Linked DNA regions of Mus musculus: regions 2, 3, 4 and 5 are each linked to region 1. The links are chromatin contacts, called in public HiCAR-type, HiChIP or PLAC-seq, Micro-C and promoter capture Hi-C maps. All regions are on one chromosome and are shown on one strand. The core of a region is the stretch at or near the end of the contact, and the rest is flanking DNA. Distances in the headings are between cores, read along the strand shown. Region 1 holds the start of Arhgap21 (Rho GTPase activating protein 21). Region 2 holds the start of Pdss1 (prenyl (solanesyl) diphosphate synthase, subunit 1). Region 3 holds the start of Apbb1ip (amyloid beta (A4) precursor protein-binding, family B, member 1 interacting protein). Region 4 holds the start of Gad2 (glutamic acid decarboxylase 2). Region 5 holds the start of Otud1 (OTU domain containing 1).

Region 1 (3,009 bases), core at 148-2,647:
AGCCATGTTCCAAAGACCATGAAGAGAAAAATTTACAACAGAGGCAAAGAAATAGTGAGCTCAGGAGGGCGGGCTCACTGGAGATGTGGCTACTGCCATCACTGTCGTCTCAATAGAGAACAACAACGTTCAGCACCTTTAACAAGCAAATTACAGGAACTATATAAAACAAAGTAAATACGATAGAACCATAACATAAACTCCACGTACACCAGCTCAAAATCAAGGAATAAAGGAATAAAAGACACCAGAGCAAGTGATGCCAAAAGTGAACAGATTTTCTACAAATTCTGTTCGGGTGGCTCAAAAAAAAAAAAAAAAATTTTTTTTTTTTTACAAGCCCTAAGTAACTTCTCAGCCAGCCGTTCTCTGCACTTCAGTGAAAGGCACCTGCCACCCACAAGAGCCCACAGAACCGTGCAGCGGTATACGGGCCAACTGAGCTTAATAAAAGAACAGCAAAGCCAGAAGATTTCCAGGAGGTTGGAATTTCAACACCACAGGTGTTTTCCAAGACTGAGTCTAAACCGTCCATGGAAGCCTTCGATTCCCACCCAAAGCTGCTATAGGCACCACTAGGAACCAGGATCCCTTCCCATCTGAGTCGAAAACATTGGATTCCGGCCGCACCAAAGAGTACCACCTGCCCTCGCCACAGAGGATGTAACACACACAAGAGTTACATAAAGCCAGCCCCAAGCTGACCAGTGTCCAAAACACTGGAGGAAAAATGGATGCTGAATATTACTGGTCTCAGGCTTCTCGGGAAGACATGGAAGACTGCCCCCTGCTCAGAAGGGTAACCAGGATTCTGGCATGTAAGACAGACTTGCCCCTGCTAATTAATCGCTAAAGTCCCTAGAAACAGTCCTAGGCCAGGTTTCACCTCCCTCCAGGTCAACTGGGGCGCTGCCACCAAACAGCTGACCGACCGACTCAATGGCAGACGACCCCGTACTCTCAGCACGCTCACAGACATGAGCCACCGCCCAGCTAGCTGGCTTACCTCACAGGCAGAGGCCGCCCCACAGGCCTTGAGTTTGTCACCATCTTCCTCAGGCAGACCAGTCCAATGTGTGGCCATCATTTCATTTCAAATTGTAAAGGGACAAATCCTTTGGAGTCCACATTGGAGAAGTGCCACCACACACCAAACGGGAAGCAATTCCACAGCAGATTCTGAGGCGATGAAGGACTGGTCAAAAAAACGATTTGCAGGAAGCCCCTTCAAATACCTTCTTCAACAGACTTAGCCCTCTTCATTTCTCCAGTCTTAAAGTTCAAGGGCGACAGGTTTCCTTGGCAGGTAGGGTGGAAGCCAAGTGCAGAGAGAAGAGGTCCGCTTCCAGGCGGTGTTACTCGGAGGCCAGAGAAAAATCAGCTTTCGGAGAGCCTTCCTGGAACAGGGAGAAGTTAATGAAGGACATGAACTTTCCCCAGGCGCCGATCTTTAGCCTTGCCACAAGCCCGGACCAAGCTCCCCCTCTCCCACAATACGAAGAAGTAAAGTCTACTAAGGTGAATCCTCTCATGCAACAATTAAAAAAGAAGGAAAACGCCTGAAGGTCGGTTAGAGAAAGAGAACGAGACCTCAGAACTGCCCCGGTGGCTATGTCAAACACGCCTGGCTGCTATGAAGCCTTCGAGAAGGGGGGAGAAAAAATCCCGATTCAAGTGCTGCATTTCCTGGGCAACGCCGAGGCAGTGGGCTCATTCTGCAGCACCCGGACACCTACTCTTAAGCGAAGTTTTCTCCGCACCGGGTTAGACTCGCAGACGCCCTACAACTCCCCAACAAACAAACAAAAAGCCAGCTCGGACCAGGGCGGGCGTGGGCTCGGCGGCGTCTGTGGCGGCGGCCGCCCGGGCCGCGGGTGACTCCGGCCGGCCGTGGCAGCCTGCCCTGCGCCCCGGCCCGCGCCCCCAAGGAGACGGCTGTTTTCCTTGGCCCGCGGCGGGGATGGGTGGGGAGGCGTGCGGCCGCGGGTGGGACGCGGCGCCGCTCCCGCTCCCGCTCCGGATCCCTAGCATGCTTCGGAAGAGCCGCGGCCCCGGCAACTCTCAGCTCCCGGCTACGGCCCCCCACCCCCGAGCCCGGCTCGCCCTCCCCGCCGGCCACCTGAAGCAGAGGGGAAAGCGACGAGCAAACCACCCACCTACCACTATTTCCTCCGCCCCTTCCTGAGGCGGGTCGCCGGCGCGGGCTCCCGGGAAGCGCGGCCGGGGCGCGTGCGGGAAGCAAGGGCTCCGCTCGGCAGCTCGGCCCGCGGCGGGGCGCGCTAGGCCGCGGCTCGGTTAATATTCATGAGGCGCCGCCCCTCCTCCGCAGCCCGCCGGACCCCGGCGCCCGCCGCTCGCCTTTGTGCCCCGGCCTCCCTCGCTGCACACACGCGGGCGCGGCCTCCGCGGGCCCGCGCTTCAGCCCCAGGCGGTGAGAGGAGCGGCCACGCAACGGAGAACGCGGGTTAAGGGTCGGCTCCCAGGCAGCGCCGCGACCTGCCCCGGCCAGCCTCGGGCTCTGGGCGCCGCGGGAGGGCGTGGGGCGGGGCGGCGGCCGCCGCACTCAAGCCTGGCCGGGCCGGCCGGGGCCCCACGCTCCCGCGCCCGCGATCGCCGAGCGCGAGACTGGCCGGGCCGGCGGGCGCGCGAGCTGCTTCCCGGGGGCGGACTGCTCGCGCCTTCCTTCTGGATCCACCTCCTTCTACCCCACCTCCTTCCCCTCCCCTCCCGGGGGACGCTCCGGGGCGAGGAGTTTTCGGTCTGCAGTCACCCGGCCCCGGGAGCCAAGCTAGAGGAGGAAGACGGGCCGGGACAGGGGTGGTGCTCGCCAGGCCCCCTACAACCTGGGCACCCGCTAGCTCTTTCGTCCCCGCACCCCGACGCTGGGCACACAACTCCGGCTGCTTCCCGAGCGCCGCTCCGGGAGCGAGCACATCCCTGCAGCTGTCTGCCGGACAGGTCTTGGGGGACGGCGGCCCCTTTTTTGCAGCGGGTGGGGCGAGAAGCTAC
Region 2 (3,009 bases), core at 183-2,682, 1.9 Mb after region 1:
TATCTTGCATCTTGGATACTACAGCTCAATGATTTTGTGTCTGTGTTGGTAATGAGGGTCTAACCTGGGACTTGACTATACTAGGAACGTGCTCTTTTGCTTATACCACAACCCACTACAACTTCTTTTTAAGAGCCAGGGCTTTTGTTTTAATCTGGATAATTTTTACATTAAAAAATGCCCAGCAGAATTGTGGATTGCTATCCTTCTCCCTGTGGGTTATTCCTGTTGCCCTACCTGCAAAGGAAGATTACCAATAACAATATACCACAGGTCATAACATTGTCAAAAGAACATGAAAGTATTTATTGCTACACTTATCTAGGCAAAGCCTACCTATTTGATTATTTCATTCACTCATTCATTAAGTAATTTGTGGTGTTGGGATGGAACCCAGGATGTTGTGCATGCTAGGAAAACACCCAACCACTCAGTCAAAACCCTAAACAGCAAACGTTTTATTTTGACAAGTTTCATACATGTATAACCTCCATTTTTAACATAGAAACCTAATAAGAAAATAATGAGCTCAACTTTAGGGTTAACCCTCTTTAAGTGTGTTGCAAACAAGAAAAAAAATTATGATTCAGAAAATTACAGCTGGTTTATTTCTTCCTAGGAGGGAGACTGGGAGGAGAGGGGGGTCGAGATGTAAAATGAATTAATGAATGAATGGGAAAAAAAACATCAACATGGGAAGGCAGTAAACTTCTTCAGTCTCCCCAGCGCTTGCCTCTCATTGCCTCCACCTAAGATTATGGCGTAAGATTATTACGAGCATGTATAATCATTTGATGAAAGTGTTATAAAAATGCTGTTTCAACTTCGGAATAAATCCGACATGCGACAGGCAAAATGAACAAATGAAACAACGACAATAAAAACATTTTCTTGAGCATCCTGAGCTGCACTGTATGCATTAGCAAATAGAGTTGGAAATGGGGACGCAGGTCGGTAATCTCAGCAGCAATAGGCTGAGGCAGGATGGTCAATTTGAACCCAATCTGGTCTATACAAAGCCAATCTGGTCTACACGGCGAGATAAGATAACGAAAAAAAATTAATTTTGCGTAGTTCATTACATCCAAGGGTTGGTCTCCCATATCCAGACATGAACAAAACCGCTAAACTATGCATGTATACATCTCTAAGGCTTTCAGGATAGAGTCCAAAAGCTAAGAGATAAGGTCAACTTAGCTTCTGTTACACAATAACCCACAGCGTAGACTAATTAGAGGAAGTTGGCACGTCCACTCGGAGCTTGGCATTGCGAAAACAATGGCCTCAGGGTTAGCAGGTACCGGAACCAGATTTCTGCACGCTTTGTCCCGCGTAGGACAACAGTTCGGACGCACATTTCTGGATAAAAGCGGACGCGGCTCCCGACTAGAGCCAGTGGCTCCGAGGAGGGTTGAAGAGGACAGGCGACCGGGTGGGGAACAGGGTGCGGCTTCGCGCTTCCGGTGCCCAGCTTCCGGCTCCGGGTTTGGGCTTGGGGCAGAGGCGGAGCTACGGCCCGCCGCGACTTTCAGACTTGAACCATGGCTATGCGCTGGTCGTGCTGGCGGCGTGGCTGCTCCTGGAGGCCGACCGCGGTCGGGAGCCCGCGGCGGGAACGACCTGGCTGTGTGGAGCCTCTCGGAACACGTGCCGCCTCGGACACCCGCGCGCAGGTGAGGCCGGGACGCGCGCGCTGTCCGCGGCGTAGAGGTCACCATGCCAATGACAGCCGGCGATCCAATGAATGGGAGGATGCGCACGTGCGCCGGGGCCTGCAGTCCCCACTGGGTGGGACACCCGGGAAGTGGGACTAGTCGCGGGGCCAGAAGTGCGGAGCTGCTGATCGGGCATCCAGAAGACATTGGGGTTGAGGTAGAGGGAGCGGCGGAGCGCAGCCCTGTTAAGCCGGGGCTACCCGGGTGTGTCGAGAGGACAACCAGAGCCAAAGGGACCTCTGCTTTCACTTTCCTAGCAATTTCGGGTTTCGGATCCAGTTAGCCTCAAAATTCGGAAAGGGTGTTGTAGCGACGCAAAGTGATGCTAGCCAGGGTGGACTTCAGTGCTGCAGGTGCTTACAAGAGAACGCACGCCTGAAAGGCGCTGGAAGGACACTAGAAGGAGAAGAGCCGAAGGGTGTCATGAGAGACCTATGACTTCTTTGAAGTAAAATCATTATCTAATTAGTAATTGCGGATTCTTAAAACTGTCTCCTACTGCGTTTGATTACAAATTCATTTTCTTTTGGTTTTTAGCCCTGTAAATGACTCTCGCTTCTGTGTGAGTTGGGTCAGTCCGTGCCGTGCTTTACCTGGCAGTATCTGCAGACTGACTTTTGAAGTTAGTGTTTTTTTCACTTTGGGTTTTGGAGACCTTTCCGGCCACCGAGTAATTGTATAAGTAATTCATCTTTCATTTTAAAAATAATCACCCACCTCTTAAATTTTAGTACTATTTGGTACATTTCATATGTCAGTGTACTTATCAAACTCTATACTAGGAGGAGATGTGTAACATTTATAAATATGTGGCTTGTACTAAACAAGATGCATAAAACGGATTATCCAAAAAAGAATTTGGAGAGAAAATGCAAGCTGCTCTAAATAGAAAGAATAACAAATAAGAGAAAGAGAGCATGTAGGAAGAATCTTAGAGGAAGATAGGCTTTGTAGGGATCCATTTTGATACTGCAAGCTAGACTTTAGAGGGTTTGGGGTTTTATCTCTATAGAAAGGAAGGAAGGAAGGAAGGAAGGAAGGAAGGAAGGAAGGAAGGAAGGAGAAAAAGGAAAGGAAAAAGAAAAGAAACCTCACCTGTGAAAAGAGTTTTTCTGGAAAGAATCTTTGTCATTGGCATCCATATCCGTTTCCTTGAGCAAAAAGGGAGACTACTTGACCGTCCAACATCATGTTTTTCTCATTCATGTGTTAACTTTCTACTATAAACATATTTAGAATTCAGGTGTCTACTTCAGACATGAGTGCTTTCATTACTTCAGGTCTCTCAAGGACT
Region 3 (3,009 bases), core at 373-2,872, 1.8 Mb after region 1:
TGTTACTAGTTTCCTTGATGTTTTTCCAGGCTCTTCAAGGGCTGTCCTAAATGAAGACTTTAGAGGTATCAACCTTTCTTTCTAGGATATTCTTGTGTAAAACTCCTAACATCATTGGATGGCTCCTTTCATTTAGGTCCGACTCAAATGCTGGTCATAAGGTTGATCTTTTTCCACAACTCCAATTGACATAGAAGCCCTATCAGCATAACCATTACTTTATACCGTCACCTTTTATTCTTTCTCAGCATGTTGACTATGCAGTGTATTAGCTGTTTTCTGTGGAGTAGGGTGTGCCATCCAGCAAAGCAGCAATCCTTTCTGTTACTGCTGTTTATGTTCTTCTTAGACAAACTATATATAGTCTCCCATTGAGTACTGGAACTATCTGAAATTAATTATATGTCTAATTTATATCTTCATGTCTCCACCATTTTGCCTTACAGTGAACCCTTAAAGACACAGCTGTGTAGAGGAAGAGAAATTAACTCAATCATCATTTAAAATCATAATTGATTTTAGTGGCTGTATTTTCAGATCTCCCTAAACACTTTCTCTCAGAGTGAGTCCCAGTCAATCTTGTGATATACAAGCTATGAACAAACAAAATCATAAGAACAAAACCAGAAAGTGATCTTGGTGGCACATGAGAGGCAGGAGGATCTCTATATGTTCGAAGCCAGCCTGATATACATTGTAAGTTCGAGGACAGCCAGTGTGACAATTACACTCTGACTTTAAAAAATAAAGATGTTGGAGGGACCACAGCCCATCATCAGAGTAGTCTCCACTGAGAACAGACACCTGCTGAGCCCTTCCTTTACCTCCACCCAGGGAAAGATCTACTCTGGCACAAAGGCCATCACACTGCACCACTTCTCTGTCCACCCTAACTGGAACGTCCCCTTCTGGGCTGGTCCAGGAAGTCTTAGACAATGGCAGATTGAGGAAGTGCAGCGAGGGTTGAGGTAAAGACATAGAAGGCTGTTGCAAAATAAGCTGGCCCCTTTACCCTTTGTGGAACTTAATAGATTGGGATTGATCCACACGATGTGAAAATAAACGGAAGACAGGCCTCAACAGAAGCAGAGGGTCCTTTTATTAAAACAGTGAAAGGAGGCAGTCTTGGGGGAAGTGGAGGCTGCGCAGATGCTCAGGGAGCTTGACGGTTTTGTGGGGCAGAAAAGGGAACTTACATCTGTTCCGCTCAAGTCTCAAAATTGTAACCAACGTAGGTTGATATTTAGATCTCCTTGGGAACTAACTGCCTGCAGGTGTTACTGACTGGTGAACTCTCTTGTAGGGAGTTTCTCAGCTAATCTGAGACTTTTAGTCCTGAGCACCCCTTGAGCACTAACCCTTCAGACTAGCATCTGGGCGTTAGTCTCAGACTCTTACAAAGAACACAAGACCCACACAGATGAGAGAAGGCTTTCTCTGACCTTAGGGCAGGAAGTGTTTTCTTCCAGGGGTGGACAGGGTTTGGAAAAAACAACCCGAACTTGCTAAACTTGCGGAGCCCTTTAGGCGGGGCTTGGTGTCTGTCTATTCTCCTCCAGGGCTTTGCTAGCTAGCACCTCCGTGCAAAGCCGAGAGTCTGCGCCGCCGGGTGGGCAGGGCTCAAAGCACTTCCTCCTCCCTGAGCCCACGTCCTCGCCTCGAGGCCGGTCCAGCCCAGAGGCGCCAACCACTCATCTCTGCTCATTCCGGTGCACTTAGGCTCAACCCGGCCCATCTCTGGCTCAGCCCCGCGCATCTCTGCACAGCCTCCTCGCATCTCTGCAAGCCCCCCTCGCACCCTCCTCCCAGCAGTCAAGGTAAGCGGCACCCTAGTCCTGCGCACGGGTTTGGGGTACTCAGGCTGCCACACTGCGTGTCCTATGGGGGTGGGGGAGACAACAGTTGTGGCACAGGTCCACGCACCGGCCACGTGAACACGCCCCCCCCCCCTTCCCCTGGCAGCCAGGAAGCTTCAGGTCCCCTGGGCACCTCTTGTGCTCTTGACCTGTGGCTCCCTCTTCTCCCCACTGCGTTTTGTTTTAACAGATTTTCTGCTTAAGAAATGTTACCAGGTCTCAGGGACCCCACATTAAATTGAGCTAATCTTGAAACAAAACATCCCCTGAGGCATTTTAGGGCACCTCACATTAAGTGGTAGTCTGAGGAGACTCATTTGAGAGTCAGAGGACACATAGCTCAAAGTGTTTCCCTTCATTTAAAACTTTAACTGCAGTTCTGCTTTTTGAAGCCTGTCTTTCCCTCTCAGTCTCCTTTTCTTTGTAAAAAATGTGGTAAGGATAAGTTTGAATACCAGACAAGGGTTTCCTAATTTAGTTTGGAGTGAAGATTCAGAAAATGCTTTATATATTGAAAGACAAGAATGCTCTTGTATACCACCACCACCACCACCACCACTGCCACCACCACCGCTAGAACCCCCAGTACAGGCCCCTCGCTCGGACTTTATCACGTGTACCTCTTCATTCCCCTTGGCGATGTATTTCTCAGCTTTCATACCAAGGTGCAGAGTGACATGTGCTCTCCTAGAGCGTCTCAGCATCTCTGTTCAAAGAGTAGTTTTGTGATGGGAACGCCGAGTAAAGGGGAAAACTGAGCAGACAAGAGGCTGTGGGTTTATCCTCCATACCGGCAGTGATATGGTGTGAACAAAAGCAAGTGCGCCAATCTGGGACTCCAAACTGAAACTTCAGAAAAGAAACTTTGGCTTTCATACTAAACCGAGGGTTTTGCCTTCTGGGCCTCCCTAAAATGGGAGCACGTGGGCCTGAAGAGGAATGCTGGCTAGCAAGATAGCAGAAGATAAGAAAAAGAGTCGCTTGTACCCAATGTCCTTCCAGGTGGTGTCTCCTGTCTGATCAGTGAACTCAGAGTCTAGCAAATGTAATGTCATCTTCAAACTATTAGCACTTAACTTGTAAATTCTTATAAATATTTGTGACCTTTCTGGTACTTGGTAGAGATTCCAGTTGTTGCTCTACATCTTTAGGA
Region 4 (3,009 bases), core at 207-2,706, 1.7 Mb after region 1:
TCAGCAGTGCCAATCTCACCGCCCTCCCCCTCCCCACCTCGGGCCACTCACCGGACCTCAGTGGGCATCCTCTAGCTAGATCCTCCCTGGCCCCCCTGGATTCTGGAAACCTTGGGAAGAAGATAAAGCTTTGTGGAGAGAATGCACTTGGTCATCTGCAGTTATTCGAGGTCTCCGGATCCCTAACAAAATAAGTGATCCTGGTCACCAAGACTAAAGGTCCCAGGGTTTCTCCTCCGGCAACAGCTTTGGTGACTCATTTGAAAAACTCAAAGAAGGAATAAAGGACTATGGAGAGCAGGGAAGCTGCAGTCCCTCGCTCGGAGAGAAGGAAAGGAGATCGGGAACGGTTTAAAGCAGCACTTTCCTGCAAGTCTTTCTTGAGCTCTCTGTAAGCCTGGAACTATGGGTTTAGTATAGGCAAGAGGAAACGGAAGCGGAGCCAGAGGGCCCCAAATCTTCCTCAAGGCGCCGTCCCTGCATTTAAGAGCCTTTGGGAAAAGGGAAACAGAAAGGATTTTTTCATTCCTTTATTAGAAAACACAAACGAAACTACTTCTTTCTGGGCTGGGAAATTGCCACTGTTGTGTTCCTAGGCACCTGCTGATGGCAAGAACTCCTCTTGGGAAGGGACGAGGTCAGTGGGTTGAGTATCCCTGAAAAGATGGGAGTGCCTTTTCCTGGGATTTGGAAAAACTGATTCGCTTACTTTGAGACTCCCTGAATCCTGTGTATGTGTCAGCTCTCACCCACTCCAAGAAGTTTCTGTTCGTTTTATTTATTTAATTTTTCTCAGCCTGAGGTCCTCAGTGATAGATTCCAGCGTGGATTTTAATTGCTTCAATCAGCAGCCTTTCTCTTCAGCCGTCAGTCAAAACCTGGACGATGGGTCTGGGGACCCAGGCATGACTGCACAGAAACCGTACGACCCCCACCCCCACCCCCCAGGCTGGCTCAGCTCAGCAGGCAGACATTAGGCTCTGCTAAGGAGATGAAATGAGTTCGTTGGTGTGGAAGCGGTCCACCTTCCTCCCTCCTTGGTTCCTTCCCCAAGCTTTGGAGCTCTTCCTGATTGAGGCCAGGTGGCCTGGGCTCTTGAGGTCACAGCGACCTCAGCACTGGTTTGGAGGAAGGCGGGCGCGAGAACCACTTTTGCTCGGCAGCAGCCAGAGACAGCCCTCAAACAATGAGCCAATCGATGCACACGTGAAATTGCCCTCGGCCACCATTCCAATCTTGCCAAGGTCTCCCTGTCCCTGGGGTCACCTAGGCCAGCGTGCTGAGGGCTGTGGTAGCACCCTGGACAGCGCGTTCCGGCAGAAGCAGACCTGGAGCGCCTGTGGCTGGGTCAGCACTACGCAGGCACGCCTCCCTCCCCCGCATCTGACTCGCACCTCACGACCCAGCGCCTCCATTTCCCTTCCGTCACTCTCTCATCTCCCCACCAAGCTCCCTCTCCCTAAAAATCTCTTGGGCCCTTTCCACTTTCCAATCTCCAGACTGCGAGGATCACGGCTACTCCCCCCATTTAACCTCGGCGGCGCAGAGCACAGCAGCGCGTCCCTGCGCCCTGACTGGAACATACAAACACGCACGAGCACTGGCATACGCAGACAGCACGTTTCCTGTCCCTGTGTGACACCCACCCTCGTCGCGCTGCCGCTCCAGCCCTCGCGCGGTGCCCTTCTCCCGCCACACGTACTCGCACACGCACGCACTCTCGTGCAGGGTCGAGGCAAAGGCAGCTTGCCACAGCCACTTGGAGGCGACCAGCGCCAGTCTAGCAGAACCCATGGCGTCTCCTGGCTCCGGCTTTTGGTCCTTCGGATCTGAAGATGGCTCTGCGGATCCTGAGAACCCGGGCACAGGTAGGAAAATCAGGACCTGCAGCGGGAGAGCTTTGTGGGTGGTTTAGGGTTTGCAGGGCTAGGCTGATCATCAAAGCTTTGACATCTGCAACAGGAAACTTATTCGGGCGCTTCGCCCGGCTCTCTGGGTTAAGTCCGTAACTGTGTGAGAACACCAACCCCCCCCCCCACCCAGTCCTTTGTCCCCCAGGGAAAAAGCCCAGGGTTGTCTAGGCCCCTTCCCCTAAACATAGGCTCCTGAAAGACTGCAGCGTCTGCGGGAGTCAGAAATCAAAGATCTAGGCTTTGCCTCGGGACGTCTAGACCCTGGGCAGGGAAAGACAAAATGGGAGCAGGAAAGAGTTTGGGGTCTGAAAGGCAAGCGCGGTGAGAAACAAACAGCCTCGGGTTTAGGAAAGGCAGCCCAGGTGAGGGCAGGGAGAGTCTGGAAACCCGAGAACCTGGCGAACAAAGTGCAAAGGGCGGCGTTGTGAGCTGCTTTCTTTCTGGGACACCGCAAGGAAAGGGCTGGCCCCGGCGTCAGATTCCCTCGGACTCCCCCACCTGCTGAAAGCAGAGTCGCTAGCTGGTGGCTGCTTCGAGTTTGGCGCCGGGCCCCCAGACTCTGGACTTAAAGACCTGGTTCACTTGGAACGAAAATTCTCACTCGCCCGTCTGTTTTCTTTCCGATTCGCTTTTCCCTGCCTGGCGATTGCAGCGAGAGCGTGGTGCCAGGTGGCCCAAAAGTTCACGGGCGGCATCGGAAACAAGCTGTGCGGTGAGTGGTGGCACTGAATGGGAGAAGGGCTGGCAAGGTCGGGGGCCCGCGGCTGGCGGGAGCAAAGTCGTGGGCTCCCCTCTGAGCCTGCAGCCTAGGTTGGACGAATCCCTGGGTTGCCGGGTGGGTGGGGATGTAGGAGCGGAGACTACCGCCAGCTGACTCAGGTCCCGCGTTCCGTGTCTTTGTCCAGCTCTGCTCTATGGAGACTCCGGGAAGCCAGCGGAGGGCGGCGGGAGCGTGACCTCGCGGGCCGCCACCGGGAAGGTCGCCTGCACCTGCGACCAAAAACCCTGCAACTGCCCCAAAGGGGATGTCAACTACGCGTTTCTGCACGCAACAGGTAAATGGGCCGGCTGGCCAGGACCACGCTCCACCCCGCAG
Region 5 (3,009 bases), core at 342-2,841, 1.3 Mb before region 1:
AGAAAAAGAAAAGGAGATTTATTCAATGTGGCCACATCGGAAAGTGGGACACAGAGATCTTACTAATCCACAAATTCTGCCTTGGAGTTGGGTTTCCTGAGGATGAGGTTCAAATACAAAACAAAAGCTCTGCCTAACTAAACACTGGCAAATGTGGTCCCCAATCCATTCCTTTCTCAGCTCCAAATCTCTCCTGAAAGGTCATTTCCAGAAGATAAGTTTCTTCTCTGGATGTCCCCAGGGATTCAGCCGGTTTTTTTTTTTTTTTCCCTCCCAGCAGGAGATAGATCCCTAGGAGGAATTCTAATGTGTGTGCAGGCATATGTGCCTATCAGTGTACGGAGGCGGGGTGGGGGTGGGGGGAGAGGTGTCCATTTTTTTTTTTCCCAATGGGGTAAATAACAGGGTTAGTATATCTGTTTAGTATACACCCATTCCAGTCTTGATAGGCGGGTTACACCAACCCTTCCCTGAGCAACCGCTGGCCAAACTCCATTGCTGAACCTGCTGGCCTGCCTTTTCCAGTCCTAACTTAAAAGGGCATGGCTTTTTTTTCTTTTTTTCTTTTTTTCTTTTTTTTCCCCCCCTTCCCTTCTCTGGCCACCTGCCAAGATTAGCAGATTGCCTACCCTCTCAAACTCTAGTAAAATTGCCCCCCCCCCGAGCTTCCTTTTGAACATTTTAAATTTATTTGATTAAGGAGACTAAGAACCCCCAACGAGAGACCCTAGTAACAAGCATAAATTATGTTCCAAGCAGAATGGTGGCGCGCAGGTAGTACAACCTGCAGGCTGTTTTTCCATACCAAGAAGTAGTCTCCAATTCAATCTGTATATCTGGAAACTAAATTTAAAATTGGATTGAAACTCAGAATAAGGCAAAAGCTACTGTTACTGCAAGTAGGTACCAATTTGATAACACTCTGGCTTTCCGTTGCAGAGGAAGCACAGTTCAGTCTGTTATTTCATTTTGCTGTGCTGTTCCAGAAAACAGGTTGTGTGCCTCTTGCCTCAAAGTTTAACAGTCGCGATCTACTTTCAAAAGGCTTTAAGGCGGCATGTTATTTGGTATTCCAAGGAAGGCTGTTGAAAAGCCTTCCTTTCGCCCTTGCATTTCCTAGGTGACTTAAGTTAGCAGTGCAGGAACGTCTATTTTTGCTTAGCGGGGCAGCAAGACCGTGTAGACCAGACCCAAACACGTTAACTGGAGGAAACGACTCAAGAAGTTGAATGCCATTGGCCCTGAAGGTAGAGCTCAGTCCCTAGTCCGGAAGTGTTTTAGAAAAACGTTATTCCAACCTATTTGTTTGCCCCAGCAACGCTGGTCCCGCCACAGCGTCACACAGCAGGACAGCCGCATAGCCCACAGATCTGCTTCCCAGGTACCAGGCAGCCAGCAACCGTAGTCAGGTTGGGAGCGCACTCAATGCGCATGTCCGTAGTCCAGCCCCCGCCTCGCCCTCCCCGGCCACGCCCATGAGGTCTCCGCTGGAGGGCGGGGCCGCCCCGCTTGAATGGGGCGCGCATTCCTGTGGGACCACGTGACGCGGCCGCGCGGCCTGAGGTAAACAAGCGCGGCCCCGCCTCCTACCATCCGCGCGCTGCACTCCTGCTTGCGGGCGGGCGGCGCTCGTCTGAGCGGGCAGCTCCTCCAACCGTCCCCAGCGGCCGGCGCGGGGCACAGCTGCGCCAGCGTCCTACGCCCGAGTCCCCGGCCGAGCGCGCGCCCTCCGGTGCCCTCGGACCGCCCGCGCGCTGTGGCGCAGCACGAATTGGGTCGCGGCCCGGGCGCTATTCGCGGCTCCTGACGCGGCGGCCCGCGGCGCTGAGCTCAGCGCTATTCTCGGGCTCCGGGGCACTGCGCCCGAGGGTGTGTCTCCAAGCCGGGCTCGCAGCTATAAGGGGCCGCGGGCGGCCGCGGCCATGCAGCTCTACAGCAGCGTGTGCACCCATTACCCTGCGGGCACGCCGGGGCCCACGGCCGCCGCCCCGCCTGCCACCGCCGCCGCCGCCTTCAAGGTCTCCTTGCAGTCAGCCAGCCCCGCCGCCGCGGCCCCGGAGCCGGATACCGGAGAGCGCCCACCCGCCGCGGCCACCGAACCACGCGAAGCCGCCGCCGCCGCTGCCATGCCCGCCTTCTCTGCCTGCTTCGAGCGGTCCGGGTCCGCCGCCGCCCCGCCGGGCGCGTGCAGCAAGCCGCCGCTGCCGCCGCACTTCACGTCCACGGCGCACATCGCCGTGCGGGCCCTGGGCGCCGAGCGCCTCCTGCTGCCGCCACCCTCAGCCCCCTCGCCGCCGCGTCGCGGTTCCTCTGCCTGGCTGCTGGAAGAGCTGCTCCGGCCCGACGAGCCCGCGGCCCCGAACGCCGTCCGCGACGCTCCGGACAGGAACTTCCGACTGAGCGAGCACCGCCAGGCCCTGGCAGCCTCCCAGCACCGGGCCCCTGCACCGGCCCCCGTCGGCCCGGAGCCCGGCGCCGGCCCGGGCTCCGGCCCGTGGGGTGAAGAGCGCCGGGCGGAGCGCAGTTCCCGGGGTTGGGACCGGGCGAGCGGTCGCAGCGACGCCTCCGGGTCTGACGCGCTCCGACGGCAAGATCCCGAAGCCGAGGCTCACCCGGTTCCGGCACCCGCTCGGAGCAGCGGCGAGCCGGCCCAGAACGGCGAAGGCGAAGCCGTAGGCACGTCCCGGGCGGATCCCAGGGACGAGAAGCTAGCCCTGTACCTGGCCGAGGTGGAGAGGCAGGACAAGTACCTGAGGCAGAGAAACAAGTACCGATTCCACATCATCCCCGACGGCAACTGCCTCTACCGAGCTGTCAGCAAGACTGTGTACGGGGACCAGAGCCTGCACCGGGAGCTGAGGGAGCAGACCGTGCACTACATCGCGGACCACCTGGACCACTTCAGCCCACTCATTGAGGGCGACGTGGGGGAGTTTATTATCGCTGCTGCCCAAGATGGGGCGTGGGCCGGATATCCCGAATTGCTGGCCATGGGGCAGATGCTGAATG

Evidence for each region. Promoter capture Hi-C pulls out the DNA fragments that hold promoters and counts their contacts. Hi-C and Micro-C count contacts between places; a contact is called where the count stands out from the background. HiCAR-type assays count read pairs that join an accessible place to other places. HiChIP or PLAC-seq counts read pairs in DNA pulled down with a chosen protein or histone mark.
Region 2: a HiCAR-type map of astrocytes shows a contact between it and region 1, with 6 times the contacts expected there. The contact joins the promoter of Pdss1 here to the promoter of Arhgap21 in region 1. A contact is called at or near these places in 2 of 39 promoter capture datasets (embryonic stem cells and hippocampal neurons), 8 of 115 datasets of contacts at active chromatin or transcription factors (the 230-238 cell line, astrocytes, embryonic forebrain and 4 more) and 2 of 9 other capture datasets (embryonic stem cells and liver).
Region 3: a contact with region 1 is called in a promoter capture Hi-C map of embryonic stem cells, with 3 times the contacts expected there. The contact joins the promoter of Apbb1ip here to the promoter of Arhgap21 in region 1. A contact is called at or near these places in 2 of 39 promoter capture datasets (embryonic stem cells and hippocampal neurons), 3 of 484 Hi-C or Micro-C datasets (the G1E-ER4 cell line and adipose-derived mesenchymal stem cells), 3 of 115 datasets of contacts at active chromatin or transcription factors (large pre-B cells, neural tube and thymic regulatory T cells) and 3 of 9 other capture datasets (adipose tissue, liver and macrophages).
Region 4: a contact with region 1 is called in an H3K4me3 HiChIP or PLAC-seq map of embryonic basal ganglia, with 18 times the contacts expected there. The contact joins the promoter of Gad2 here to the promoter of Arhgap21 in region 1. A contact is called at or near these places in 1 of 484 Hi-C or Micro-C datasets (embryonic stem cells) and 6 of 115 datasets of contacts at active chromatin or transcription factors (astrocytes, embryonic basal ganglia, embryonic forebrain and 3 more).
Region 5: a contact with region 1 is called in a Micro-C map of embryonic stem cells, with 13 times the contacts expected there. The contact joins the promoter of Otud1 here to the promoter of Arhgap21 in region 1. A contact is called at or near these places in 1 of 39 promoter capture datasets (embryonic stem cells), 7 of 484 Hi-C or Micro-C datasets (B cells, CD4 T cells, cardiomyocytes and 3 more), 8 of 115 datasets of contacts at active chromatin or transcription factors (astrocytes, cardiomyocytes, embryonic stem cells and 5 more) and 2 of 9 other capture datasets (embryonic stem cells and liver).

The regions. Positions count from the first base shown.
Region 1 is chr2:20,966,324-20,969,332 of GRCm38.p6, forward strand. It overlaps Arhgap21 (Rho GTPase activating protein 21), which reads right to left and starts at 1,398. Exons shown (of 24, transcript NM_001081364.3): 1 at 1,007-1,398. The coding sequence starts at 1,087. Gm13375 (predicted gene 13375) reads left to right here and starts at 2,551. Exons shown (of 2, transcript NR_033225.1): 1 at 2,551-3,009.
Region 2 is chr2:22,894,090-22,897,098 of GRCm38.p6, forward strand. It overlaps Pdss1 (prenyl (solanesyl) diphosphate synthase, subunit 1), which reads left to right and starts at 1,433. Exons shown (of 11, transcript NM_019501.3): 1 at 1,433-1,673. The coding sequence starts at 1,542.
Region 3 is chr2:22,772,705-22,775,713 of GRCm38.p6, forward strand. It overlaps Apbb1ip (amyloid beta (A4) precursor protein-binding, family B, member 1 interacting protein), which reads left to right and starts at 1,623. Exons shown (of 14, transcript NM_019456.2): 1 at 1,623-1,817.
Region 4 is chr2:22,620,871-22,623,879 of GRCm38.p6, forward strand. It overlaps Gad2 (glutamic acid decarboxylase 2), which reads left to right and starts at 1,457. Exons shown (of 16, transcript NM_008078.2): 1 at 1,457-1,868; 2 at 2,566-2,625; 3 at 2,819-2,968. The coding sequence starts at 1,793.
Region 5 is chr2:19,656,140-19,659,148 of GRCm38.p6, forward strand. It overlaps Otud1 (OTU domain containing 1), which reads left to right and starts at 1,592. Exons shown (of 1, transcript NM_027715.2): 1 at 1,592-3,009. The coding sequence starts at 1,923. Gm3230 (predicted gene 3230) reads right to left here and starts at 1,758. Exons shown (of 1, transcript NR_033642.1): 1 at 1-1,758.